2 separate regions of the Rattus norvegicus genome follow, and region 1 is linked to region 2. A link is a contact called in public Hi-C data. All regions are on one chromosome and are shown on one strand. The core of a region is the stretch at or near the end of the contact, and the rest is flanking DNA. Distances in the headings are between cores, read along the strand shown. Region 1 has its middle 170 kb from the start of Mir3072. Region 2 holds the start of Dlk1 (delta like non-canonical Notch ligand 1).

Region 1 (5,913 bases), core at 2,611-5,110, 560 kb before region 2:
CGACATCACTATCACCTTTCTCAGAGCCAACCCTGGGCTCTCAGACTCCATACATGTACATCGGCTGTGCTCTGGAGAGACCCTCTTGGCTGTGAGGTCCCCACAGGTCTCATCCCTAACTGGGTCCAACAAGGCAGGTAGGCAGGTTGGCAAATGGGTCCCAGATAACTCTGATTCTGCTCCTCAATTCTTCATCCCCTAGGCCCAGGCCCCCCACCTCCACAGGTTTGACGCTGGTGGCAGGCTGCATGGCTGAGGGCGCTTTCTCCTCAGACCCACTTCACAGCCTCCTTTGGAAGCAGGTCTCGGCCCCCCCCCGGGACGGTCCTTATTTCTTCTTACTTTTCCTATAGCAGGGAAACGGAGCTCAGGGTGGCAACTGTGGAGGGTGAGGAGCCCTCCTGCCCTCCACACCTAGACCCTGGGATGTCAGGGCCAGGCATAGTCTCCCAGCAGCTGGGGACATGTGTCACTTGCCATGTCTCTGCCGACACACGTGGGGAACGAGTGTTTTCTGTATCCACTTTGTACCAGGATCAATCCAAGTGCTTACAGCCTCTGTTTGCATGCACAAGCGTCTCCCAGTGGTGTTTCCTAGTATGTGTGTCGCTGGGTGTGCTTCTCTGTGCATCTGCCTTAGAGTGGCCTCACTGGGCTTGGACTCCATTGCCATTTTTCTTTCGACAGAGATTACTAGAAAGTCATGCCCCATGCTGACAGGTCTCCTTCCCTCCACTCCAAGCTGTGAGTACTGAGCATAGGTTCTGGGCCAAGGCCATCTCTCCGCCCTTGCTGTGTACTTTGAGGTTTGCAGCTGGTCCCCAGAGCAGGGAGGAGGTTGGAAGCCAGCCTAAGACCCCGCTGTTCGCTGTCCAGCAGGGTACGCACGCAGCAGCTGTGTGTGCTCCAAGGCCCTCATCTTCAGATCTCACGCCCTCTCGGTCAACCTCAGGCCTCTAAGGATCCCAGTTCGAGATGCAGTATGCCTGCGACCACAGGGTCAAGCTAGGCTTGACCCTCCCCTATAACCTCCTTCAAGCACAATGCCTGAGACCAGGCATCCCCACTGTGCATTGAGATCTTCCTTCATGGTCTCTCTGATTCTCACTTTGACCTTCACAGTGACTCTTCCATGATCCCCGATGACCTCCAGCCTCAGGTCTCAGGCCCCAGGCTCTCTTCTGTTGTCCCAGCTGTGTGCCTCCCTGCCCTGAGCCCCTCACCAAGCCATCACCACATCAGCTCTCTTCTGCAGGCACTGGGCAGCCCTTTGCACGGAGCTCACAATCCCCTTTAACACCAGGGTGGCAGCTAGCACACCTGATGCCTCACATACAGGTGACTCACATACAGGTGACATACATGCATGACACCTTCCCTCTACATTGAGATGAAACCCAGTACCAGGATCAGCCCAAGTGCTTACTTGACCAGCAGGAGGCGCTTGGGAAGTGGCTAGGGCAGGAGACAGCTGAGCTCAGTGACAGGAGCCCTACACCATAGTCATAGCCCCCACCCCTAAAACTCAGGCTAGAGGAGTGCTGGGAACAGCCTGTAGCAGAGCTTGGAGGGCATCCACTGCTCCCAACAGCAGAGGACACTCTCTACACATACCTGCACACGTACCTGGAGGAAGCAGAGAGCCCCTCCGTAGCCACCCACCCCACGTTCACCCGCTCCAGTTCTTAGAAGGCCAGTTCCAGGAAGCAGCAGGAACTGTTCTGGCCTGCATATGCTGTTTCCTGGAAAACTAGCTCACAGCCCCTGAGGGGGCCTCACAGGGGAGGCTCATATCCAGAGACTGCCGACAGCCTGGAGCCACAGGGTGGGCTAGGGCTGGCTAGGGACATAGATTCAGCTGGTAGGGGTGAAGTTAGCAGGGGCAGAACACCATGGTGAGTGGACAGAGGAAGAACTGTCATGATAGAGGTTTGGGGGGGCTCCAGTGCCACCTGGAAGCCCCTGTCCCTCATGAGGGACATTTGTTGGACATAGAACAACAAGGAGGCAGGAACCTAACATACTCCAGTTCTCACAGACACTGATAGGACTGGCGCGAGGCAGCCCCACAGCGGGAAGTCTCAGCCCCTGACTCTCCTTAACCTCAGCTGCATCCCCGCTGAGGGTGTCTTATTTAACCCTGAAAACTCCTGGCAGAGCCTCCTCAACATATTTGATGCAGCTGTCCCTGGGCCCCTCTGTCTAAGGCCCACGTGGCACAAAGAGAGATCCAAAATCCCGTCTTGCACCTCTTCTGCCAAGTATGGGTGGAGCAGGTGGCCCAGATGGATGCCCGGAGAATGGAGGCCCATCCTGGTATTGGGGGTTTGAGGTGGGTGCTCTTCAGACCACCTTGTGCACAGCCCCGATGCACCTCTGAAATCACCCAGACCCTGGGCATTGGGTACAGCTAAAGATCAGGTACAGTGTGTGCCAGGGTAGCAGTGAGGAGGGAACAGGCTCGTCTTGGTTCCGGCAAGCACCCTTCACTTTGCAGCCTGGTGGAAGGTAGGAGCAGGGATTAACAGGTCCTGGCTTGTTCACTTTCCCTGAGCACAGAGGCCCCACGGGGCTGCTCTAATTGGTTCATGTCTGACTGTAGCAAAGAACAAATTGATTTCCCTCCAGCTGTTTCTGCAACCACAGGTCCTCACTCAGGCACAGGCAACCCGCTGTGCCACCCAGCTTCCTTGGCAGCACTGGGACAAAGTCAGGGGTGAAGGGCAAAGGGGTCTTGTGCCAAAGAAAGGATTCTGCCTCAATGTCCCAGAGTTCACACATACACACATACACACACACACACACACACACACACACACACACACACACACACACACACCCTCGAGTGCACCTTGACAGAGGAAGAAGCCTGGAAGACTCCCTGGCTTCACTACTCCTTGCAGTAGCTGTCAAAATCAAATTTTGAACAAGATCTTATGGTAAAACCCAGTGTTCCCTCTACTTGGGGCTTCATACACAATGCCTCAGCCATATTGGAGTCTTTACCCGCAGGACACACATATTCTTGCCCCAGGGCCTTTGCACGTGCTGAGAATGTTTGCACCATTTCCCTTCCCACATATTCCTTTGCCAATGGACAATATATTCTTGCTCTGTGGACTCTGCGGGCAGTTCTTCACTTGGACAGCTTCTCCCGGGGAGGGGCCTTGGCCCTCTCTGCACTCAGCCCCATGCTTGGCTTACTTTGTGTGCAATCCTTCCCGTGACAAGTCTAGCTTTTCTTCCCAAGGAGCAAATATATTCCCGGTTCTCACAGCAACCACTCTGTGCGCACAAGCAGCCTCGGTGCCCAAGGAACCACAGGTGCTCCCTGGGAGGAGGTAGGAGACTGGGTGTAGGACAGTGAACCCCACGGGCCTAACTGACTAGAAGAGCAACCAGGGACCAAGGAAGAAGCTGGAACCCCGCCCCGCTGGCAGGCTGAGAAATGCCGGTGTCTGCACCCAGCAAAGCCTCACACATACCTAGCCTCCGGCTTAGAAGCCTGCAGAGAGACCCTGGCACTGGCACAACCCTCCTTGATCCCTGCCTCCCCAACCCCACCCCTCTCTCACTCCGGATTCTTTGTGATAGAGGTAGATGCCGCCCCGCCCCCGGACTTCGTTTTCAGTTCCTGTCTGCTTTCGCAGCCCTTTCTCCACATTTCTCCACACCAAAGCAGAACCCTGGAGTTCACCCTTACGTGCTGTGTTGACCATCCCCACCCCATTTCTTCCTTGCCTCCCACCCTCCGCACTATAGCCTACTCCCCCCCCCCACCCCCCGTGCCACCCCTGCCTCTGCCCTTGTAGACCCTCTCTTTGTGTTCGCCCTCCGAAATCTGCATCATAAAAAGCGCTAGGCCCAGACGGTTAGGGAAAGCTTCTCCTGGGGTGGGGAGAAGGGGCCAGGCTGTACTGGCAAGGTCAAAATTCTTCTGATTTCCCAGCGACAGAGGCCATTCACATGTTAATAAATCACACCCCCATCAGGGATCTAGACAGCCTTTCTGAAAACTGCATTTTAACCCAGCACAATGGCTCTGTGAACAAGTCTACAAATAAAGATCCTGAGGTATGGGGTGACGGGGGCAGATGGAAAGCCACCCAATGTGTAGAGGGCTCAGGAAAGGGACCGTCCACCGACCGCCTGGCTAAAAATCATAAAGTCCTCCCAACCCAGAGCAAAAGGTGGGCCGAACTTGTGACTCAAAGCCAAGACTTGCTGACAGACAGATGGACGAGTGAGGGGCAGGAGGGGACTTTCTGGGGTCTTGGCTTGGTCACTTAGCAGGTAGTTTGCAATCCCCTGCATCCCATAATATAGGATTTCCTGTGGTGTCTCAATAGGCTGCCTCCCCTCTGCCTCCCAGATCCCTGAAGCCCCAGGATGCTCAGGGACTGTAGAGAGCCAAACTTCAGGTGTAGCTGGTCCCAGGGTACAGACCTAGTCCTTGCCTGAAATGGATCACCTCCGCCCAAGGCCTGACTTTCTACCAGGAAGACTGTTGTTACTTACGGGGTTTTGTTATTGTTTGTTTTGTTGTTGTTTGTTTGTTTGTTTTGGTTTAGGTTTTGGGTTGCTTTTTCCTTCCTTCAGGGTTTGTGCCTGAAAGAAATGAGAAGGCCAGGGTTGTTTTTTTTTTTTTTTTTTTTTTTTTTTAAGTTTTAGAAAAGTCGTACAAAAGTTTTAAGACATTGTTCTTGTGCAACTGAAAAGCTGCAAGATTTGGCAGAAGTCCATGAGCTAGGGTCAAAATGCCCAAATGAAAACCAGGTTTGGGAGCTGAGAGATGGCTCAGGGGATAAGAGCACTGGCTGCTCTTCCAGAGGCCCCATGCTTTAGTCCTATCTCATACGTGGTGGCTCCCAACCATGTGTAACTCCAGTTCCAGACGCTCTGATGCCTTCTTCTGGCCTTCTTGGGTATCAGGCACACTTGCAATATATATATATATATATATATATATATATATATATATATATATATATATGATATATATCATATATAATATGTATATGTAATAACATATAATATGTTATATGTTTTATATATGTATATATAAAACATAAAAATAAATATATCTTATTTTAATAAAGCTTGCTTGCTTCCCACCTATTTTCTTGTCAAAGACCCTGAGCCTCACGTACACCGAGAAGATTTCAGGGGACATCTTGATTTCTGGTGGCTGAGATAGACCCAGAGTCCTTTGATTCCTGGCACCTGTGGTGAATCTCTGACATGGGAAACAAGAGCAGTGGGCAGAGGCTGTAAGAGTTCTCTGTAGGGTCTGTTCCTCAGCGGACTCAGTAGATGAGAGTGGGTGGGCCTGAAGAGGAAAACATGGGACTGAGGAGAGGAGGTACTGAGTGATGAGGGGCGGGGCTAAGGGAAAGTGGGTGGGCCTTAGGAGAGGATACTGAGGGGGTGAGGGGCGGGGCTAAGGAAAGGCTGAAGGGAAGATAGGCAGAGCTGAGGAAGACCAGAGATCAATACCAGTGGTCTTAGCCAGTATCCATAACCAGGAGGCCCCATAAGCACCAGGCATTTGGCAACTGGAAGGTGAAGATTGAGCTGGCAAGTGGGGTACTGGTTGGGGTCTTCTGTGAGATGTAGCCCTGTCTCTCTGAGTCCTCACTGGAGGGAAAGGGGTAAGAGTCTCCAGCCCTTATTATCATAGGGCACTAATTCCACTATGAGGAGACGCACTTTAGGATCTAGTCACTGCACAGAAGCTCCTTGGGCGACACCATCCCTGAGGGGCTGGGCGATCCTCCTGTGAATGTGGATGGGGGTAGAACTCAAGCCCTCAGTTCAGGGAAACAGGTGAGCATTGGAATGGGGCAGAGTGCCTCTGAGACTAATAGAAGGACAGCTGAAGACTGCCACAGTCACAAGAGCAGGGCTGTGGTC
Region 2 (5,776 bases), core at 329-2,828:
TGACTCCAAGACTCCACAGGATCCTACCCCCACCATGGCCCCCCCAAACAGCTTTCTCCATTACCTGCAGACATTGTCAGCCTCACAGAATCCATGCTGAGGGTCACAGGCCGGGTCGCACTCAGCCCCTGAGAAGGAGAAAAAGGGTACGCAATTCACCCCACAAGGCCTAAAGGACACTACAAACACCATCTTCCCTCAGATGGCCTGCTGCCCCTCAGCAGGGGCTCCAAAGACCCTCTTGGGTCCTGCCAGCCTGGCACACAGTAGGCATTTCTTATCTGTGGATACCTACCCAGAAAAACAATCTTGCCTGCTCCTAGCCATGGGCTAAGCACAGCATCCCCCTGATTCTCCAAGTCCACAGCAGACACCTTTCTCCCCAAAGAAAAAAAGAGCCCCCAGACCCCTAAAAGTAGGAATGAGGGACAATGAAGGGGTAGCCTTTGACCCCTGGTCATTCTGTCAAGGCCCCCATTTGAAAGTGACCTAAAGGGGAGATTTTGAGGTGTTTGAGAAAGCCCAGGCAAGCCCACCTGCCTAGCTCACAGGTGAAGCAGCTAGATTTTACCCCAAGATTAACCCTAGTTAAACCAGGCAACCAAATCCTTTCTCCCCCACTTCTCCTGCCCCCGCACTGGTCACATTAAAAGAACTGCGCAACAGCTCTGCAGGGCCTCTGAGATTCCAACGCTCTTAAGGGAGTCTGACACTTTAATAGACACCTACTGTATGCATTTACTCAACCAGTTCTCAGGCTTCCCAGACATCCCCCGACCCCCACTCACAACTACTGGCGCACTAAGAGCTGGGGTCGCTGCGGGAAGGGGGCAACTCTCTTCTGCCAGAGACACATGGCCTCTGCAGACAGAAGTGTCGCAGCCCCTCACCTAGAGAAATGCGCCACGCAGGAGGGGCTCCAGCTGTGCTCCTGTTGGAAATTGGGGGCTACGGCTGCAAAGTCATCCCCCAAAGCCCCCAAGGCCTATTCCTAAACACATATTCCATGACAGATACCCACAAAGTTGCACCTCAGCTCTTTTTTTCCCCTTAAATAGAATACCTCCCAGTGCAGTCTCCTTTTTCCATACCTTCTCAATCCGCGCAACAAGACCCCTCTGAACGCCACTTCTGCCGGGCGAGAAGGGGCTGGGACCCTCCACCTCCCACAAACCCTGGGACCCCAGGATTGGGCTCAACACGCAAGAGTGGCGCAGGGAGGATGAGTGGCACAGTGCGGGGCTTAGGGTTAGGCGGGACGGGCGGGACTTGGGGCGCACGGGACAGGGAGAATGGGATGGTCGGCAGGGTGGTCGGCGGGGCATCGCAGGCTTCCCCAGAGGGGGCGCAAGCCAGACCGCCAGGGGGGGCTCACCATAGGTGCTGTGGCCGAAAGCCAGCAGGAGCAAGAGGACGCGCAGGAGGGCTCCGGTCGCGATCATCTCGGGGCGGCCTGGGTCGTGGTCCGGGTAGCGGTGGCGGTGCAGGGGCTGCTCCGGGGGCTGCGCTGGGCTTCTGGTTGCGGACCACGAAGGGGGCACGGGTGTCCAGCGGAAAGAAAGCCAGGGTTGCACCGGGGCGCACGCTACTAAGTGCGGCTGCCGAGGAGCTGCCGCTGCGGCCCGCGCGCCGCCTTTTCGTACTGTCGTACCCCCCCGCGGCCCCCGCCCACGCCCACGCCTCGCGCGCACGGGGCAGGCGCCGGCCAGTCCCGGTGACCCACCCCCTGGCGGGGCCGCCCCCCAGCGCCGCGGCGCCCGGAAGCGGCTCGCGCACGCGGCTGCACTCTTTGGCTAGACGGGTACCTGCGCACGATGGGCACGCGGTCCGCACACAGGACAGCACGCGGCTGGAGGCGGAGGTGGCGGCGCTCGCACAGGCCCGCTTAGCGCAAGTCTCAGGAACCAAGCCAGGCGAGCGAAAGCCCTCGTACGCACCCAGAATACAAAACGCTCACAAAACACAGTAAGACACTTAGGGCTGGAGTCCCGCGCACACATGGCGCGGGTCAGAAGCCCAGGAGGACCCAAACGCACACCACGAAGATGTGAAAGACGCACATGATCACAGATGCACACACGAAAACCACCACGAAAAGCCGAAGCCCTCCGACGAGCCTTGCCATTGTGGAGTTTGGGGAAGGTGCAGATGCACTTGCTCCACAGACCCCCAACCCAAACACACCTTTCAACACAGGCAAACCTTAATGCCTGCTCCCGAGGCACAGGTCACAGACCAGGGCAGCAGGAACACTGTCCGATCTGCTCCAAGCAGGGGAAGCACCAGCTATGAAAGACTGAGAGTCCTCCTGCCTATGCCGCCCCTCTACGCAGCCCGCCTGTAAACACAGGAGACCACTGGTAAACACCGACGACATCGTGCGTCACCCCCTACCCCTCCTCCTCTCGCAGGTACCACCATCACAGTCTGGGCCTTATCATGCTGAAACATAAAAGCAGTGATTCTTTCCAACATGTACAGCTACACACCTGAGAGCAACACCTATGCCCAGTCCCCAAATCTGTCCCAGATTCACCCAACACACGAATTACACCAAAGTACACACAATCCGATTCATCTTTGTTCACAGTCACACATGTTGACAGTCTCGCCAATATGTTCACTGTCAAATGCAGGCAGGCAGGCAGGCAGGCAGGCAGACAGACAGACAGACACACACACACACACACACACACACACGCACGCACGCACGCACACACACACACACACAGTGGCTTTCAACCAGGGGTGGCTTAGAGGATGGGAGTGGGGGGGGTTATTGATTCTACCAGGTCCCTGGGGCAATCCCTTTTTCCTGCTATCCCCTCCAGCGAGGGCTCAGAGCCTTTTACTCAGCTGGGAAGCCCCCATTTTCCATTCTGAGGCTCAAAAAGGAGGAGAAGCCAAGTGAATTGATAACATTTACTGGGCCAGGGAGGTGGCTCACTGGGTAAAGGTGCTTGCAGCCAAACTTGAGTTTGATCCTTAACTCCTGCAGTTGTCCTTTGATCCCCACAGAAACCCCTTAAATAAAATGTAAATAGAGTCATTGATGTAGCTCATTTGGTAAACCATAAAGGTGCCTGCCACCAAGCCTGACAGCTTGAATTTAATCTCCAGACCTCACATGGTGGAAGGAGAGAGACTGAGACTGTTGTCCTGTCTGGTCAGTACATGACTCTTCTCTCTCTCTCTCTCTCTCTCTCTCTCTCTCTCTCTCTCTCTCTCTCACACACACACACACACACACACACCACACACACACACACACACATCTGTCTCTAATGTAAAAAAGAAATGTAAAAAATCAAATAAATGTTTTAAAATAAAAAATAAAATAAAATGTAAATAAAAAAAATTTTTTAATGTGGAGGTTGAATAGACGACTCAGCAGTAAAGAGCATGTATTGTGTTTCCAGAAGACCCAGGTTCAATTCCCAGAACCTACAGGGCAGCTCACCACTGATTGTAGACCCAGTTTCAAGAGCACCAGACACACGTGTAGTATACACACATATAAATGTTTATATGCATAAGAAAAACATCTTTAAATAAAATGAAATATAAAGAAAGAAAGAAAATGTTTTTTAATATATGGCTTCTTCCTTTTCCTCACATAGGGCAAGGAGCTTTAACTCTGAATCTAGGGGGGGCATCTTCAGCCCAAGGTAGGGGGTGGTGGCATATGACCTTGCCAAAGCAGGTTGGAAGAGTTTTGCCATTTTAGGGGATTGGAAGCCAGACAATGGGAACCCCTAGGTCAGAAAGCTGGGAATGGGCACATGGCTAGAGTTGAGGCTGAAAGAATTGGGGTAATGTTCTTTTCTTGTGCTTTCTGCAGAAACTGTGACTGAGGGCTGGAAGAAAAAGCCCCTGAGTAGGCTAGAGGAAGCAGTCAGGGTTCCCCTGAATTGGTGTGGATCCATTGACTCCCTTATCCTCTTGTCCTTAATAAACTGAGGCTAACATAGCAAGTATTTCTGTTAGGGGAGGTGTTGTTCGGACCCCCCCCCAATCCCACAGGTCCTTGTTTAAACTGAGAGTGGCTGACAGGTGCCACTGTCCCCTCCTTGGTGATCACCGAGGTCTCCTTGGCTCTTCTTCATTTCTTCCTTCCTTCCAAATACCCTGACCTCAGCCTCCAAAATTATCCTAAGCAGTGCAATAGGGCAGGCACACCGGAGGGGCTGGGTTCTCAGCCAGAGCCAAAGAGATCAGAGGATCTTGGAGCTGGGTCCCTGGGATAAAGGCCCCTGCTTAAGGCGGCAGGAAAAAAGTGGGGTACATAGAGCACAAGAAGCCCCAGATTAGTGAGGTGAGTCCCTCACCTAGACTCCTTCCCCTTCCTAAGCCCCTCTACACTCTGCCCTCCCCAGGGCTGGAAAGGAAAGCAAGTCAGAGGCACAGCCTAGGTGCCTAAATGTCAGGGGTTTAAACTAAAGGGCACTCCTTTGGCTGATGAGAACTTGATTTCCAACCCCAGATCCATCCCGTGCCTGCTGAGAGGGTGCTGGCTCATCACCCCCTTCTGCGAGCCATGTTTCCACATCTCTAAGCAGGGATCACACACCTGTCACTGAAAAGACCTCAGGATTTTGTAAGCAGAAAGCTCGGTGCCTAAAAGGTCCAGCCACAGCCAGGGCTGGACTTCAGCGCCAGAAAGCTAGAGGGATCTCGGAGGGAAGCACCCAGAGTCCTCTTTTGGAGCCCCTACAGGGTGGCTTTGGGTGGGGAGTTTCCTCTTTCAGGACGCACAAGCCCAGGAGTTTTATGAGGGTTTGCTCTGGTCTCAATAAAAACGTTTGTTAATGCTGCGGGCTGAAGATGTCTGTATAATGAGCCTACGCCGCTGAGAACAAATGAGTGAGACGGGAGCACTAGGGAGGGGAGGTTGGAGACTGTCACAGGCTCAGAGGCTGCACAGAAAATGCCAATCGAATCCCTTGGGGAGAAGTCGGCACAGTCTGCCGTTTTTTTGCCAAGCAGATCTTGGGGGCTGGGAGCCACGCCCTGCTCCTCTATCTGAACATCCCTCCTCAGCCCCCTCCTCTTCTCTGGCGTCTGCATTCAGACCCCTGGACTCACAGGGGTGAGGCAGGCAGCTCCCCCACCCCCATACAGCAAAAGCACCGCCCAACTGTCACCGTGGCAGGCGGAAGCAGGGGGCCTGTGCAGGTAGCAGAGACTGAATCTGCTCCCCGTGTGTGGCGGAGGAGGGGGGGTCGCAGGAAAAGTCTAAGCTGCCTCGGAGCTAGGCTTGCTTCTCTCTGGCCAAACCAAGGACTCTGTAACTTTCAGGCTCTCCGGCAGGCAGGAGAGGAAAGCAAAGAGATTCTGTCTTGCAAAAGAGATGCCCTGGCTATGGGTCAAAGTTTTCTGAAAGAATCCAAAAAATGCTGTCTCTGGCCCGTTTCCAGTACCCGGCTCCCCTCTCCCATCCTCCCGCTCCAGACCCCATCCTTGCCTCCAGCCCTCAGCAAACCACTTGGCCCTTGATTAAATACAGAATTGCTGGTCAGGGAAGCTCAATGGGGTGGAGCGGATGGGCCTCTCAGACAAGCCCGCTTTGGTCTGCACAAGAGGGTTAGGCCAGCTGGTGGGGGGGAGGGGGTTAACCCCAGGTTGACATCTTGCTCCACACCCCCATTGAGAATCTCTGAGCCTTGAAGCTTTGTTTCGGGGGGGGGGGGGGGGGGCCTAGGCTGGACTGTGGGTTGGGGAGGTGTCAGATTCTCTGCTGATTAGTCCTGGGAAAGTCTACAGATAAGTAAACTGA

The links. A called contact is a pair of places that touch in the nucleus more often than the background predicts.
Region 1: a Hi-C map of Schwann cells shows a contact between it and region 2, with 4 times the contacts expected there. The contact joins the enhancer-like site here to the promoter of Dlk1 in region 2. A contact is called at or near these places in 3 of 12 Hi-C or Micro-C datasets (the Rat2 cell line, Schwann cells and hepatocytes).

Annotation. Positions count from the first base shown.
Region 1 is chr6:134,755,233-134,761,145 of GRCr8, reverse strand. No RefSeq gene overlaps it. Among named protein-coding and RNA genes, the nearest start is that of Mir3072, 170 kb to the right of the region's middle. Within about 2 kb of position 3,860, at least 7 of the 93 cell types and tissues checked have an H3K27ac peak or open chromatin away from gene starts, as enhancers often do. A contact at or near this core is called in Schwann cells, where this site is marked.
Region 2 is chr6:134,188,399-134,194,174 of GRCr8, reverse strand. It overlaps Dlk1 (delta like non-canonical Notch ligand 1), which reads right to left and starts at 1,578. Exons shown (of 5, transcript NM_053744.2): 1 at 1,376-1,578; 2 at 65-128. The coding sequence starts at 1,442.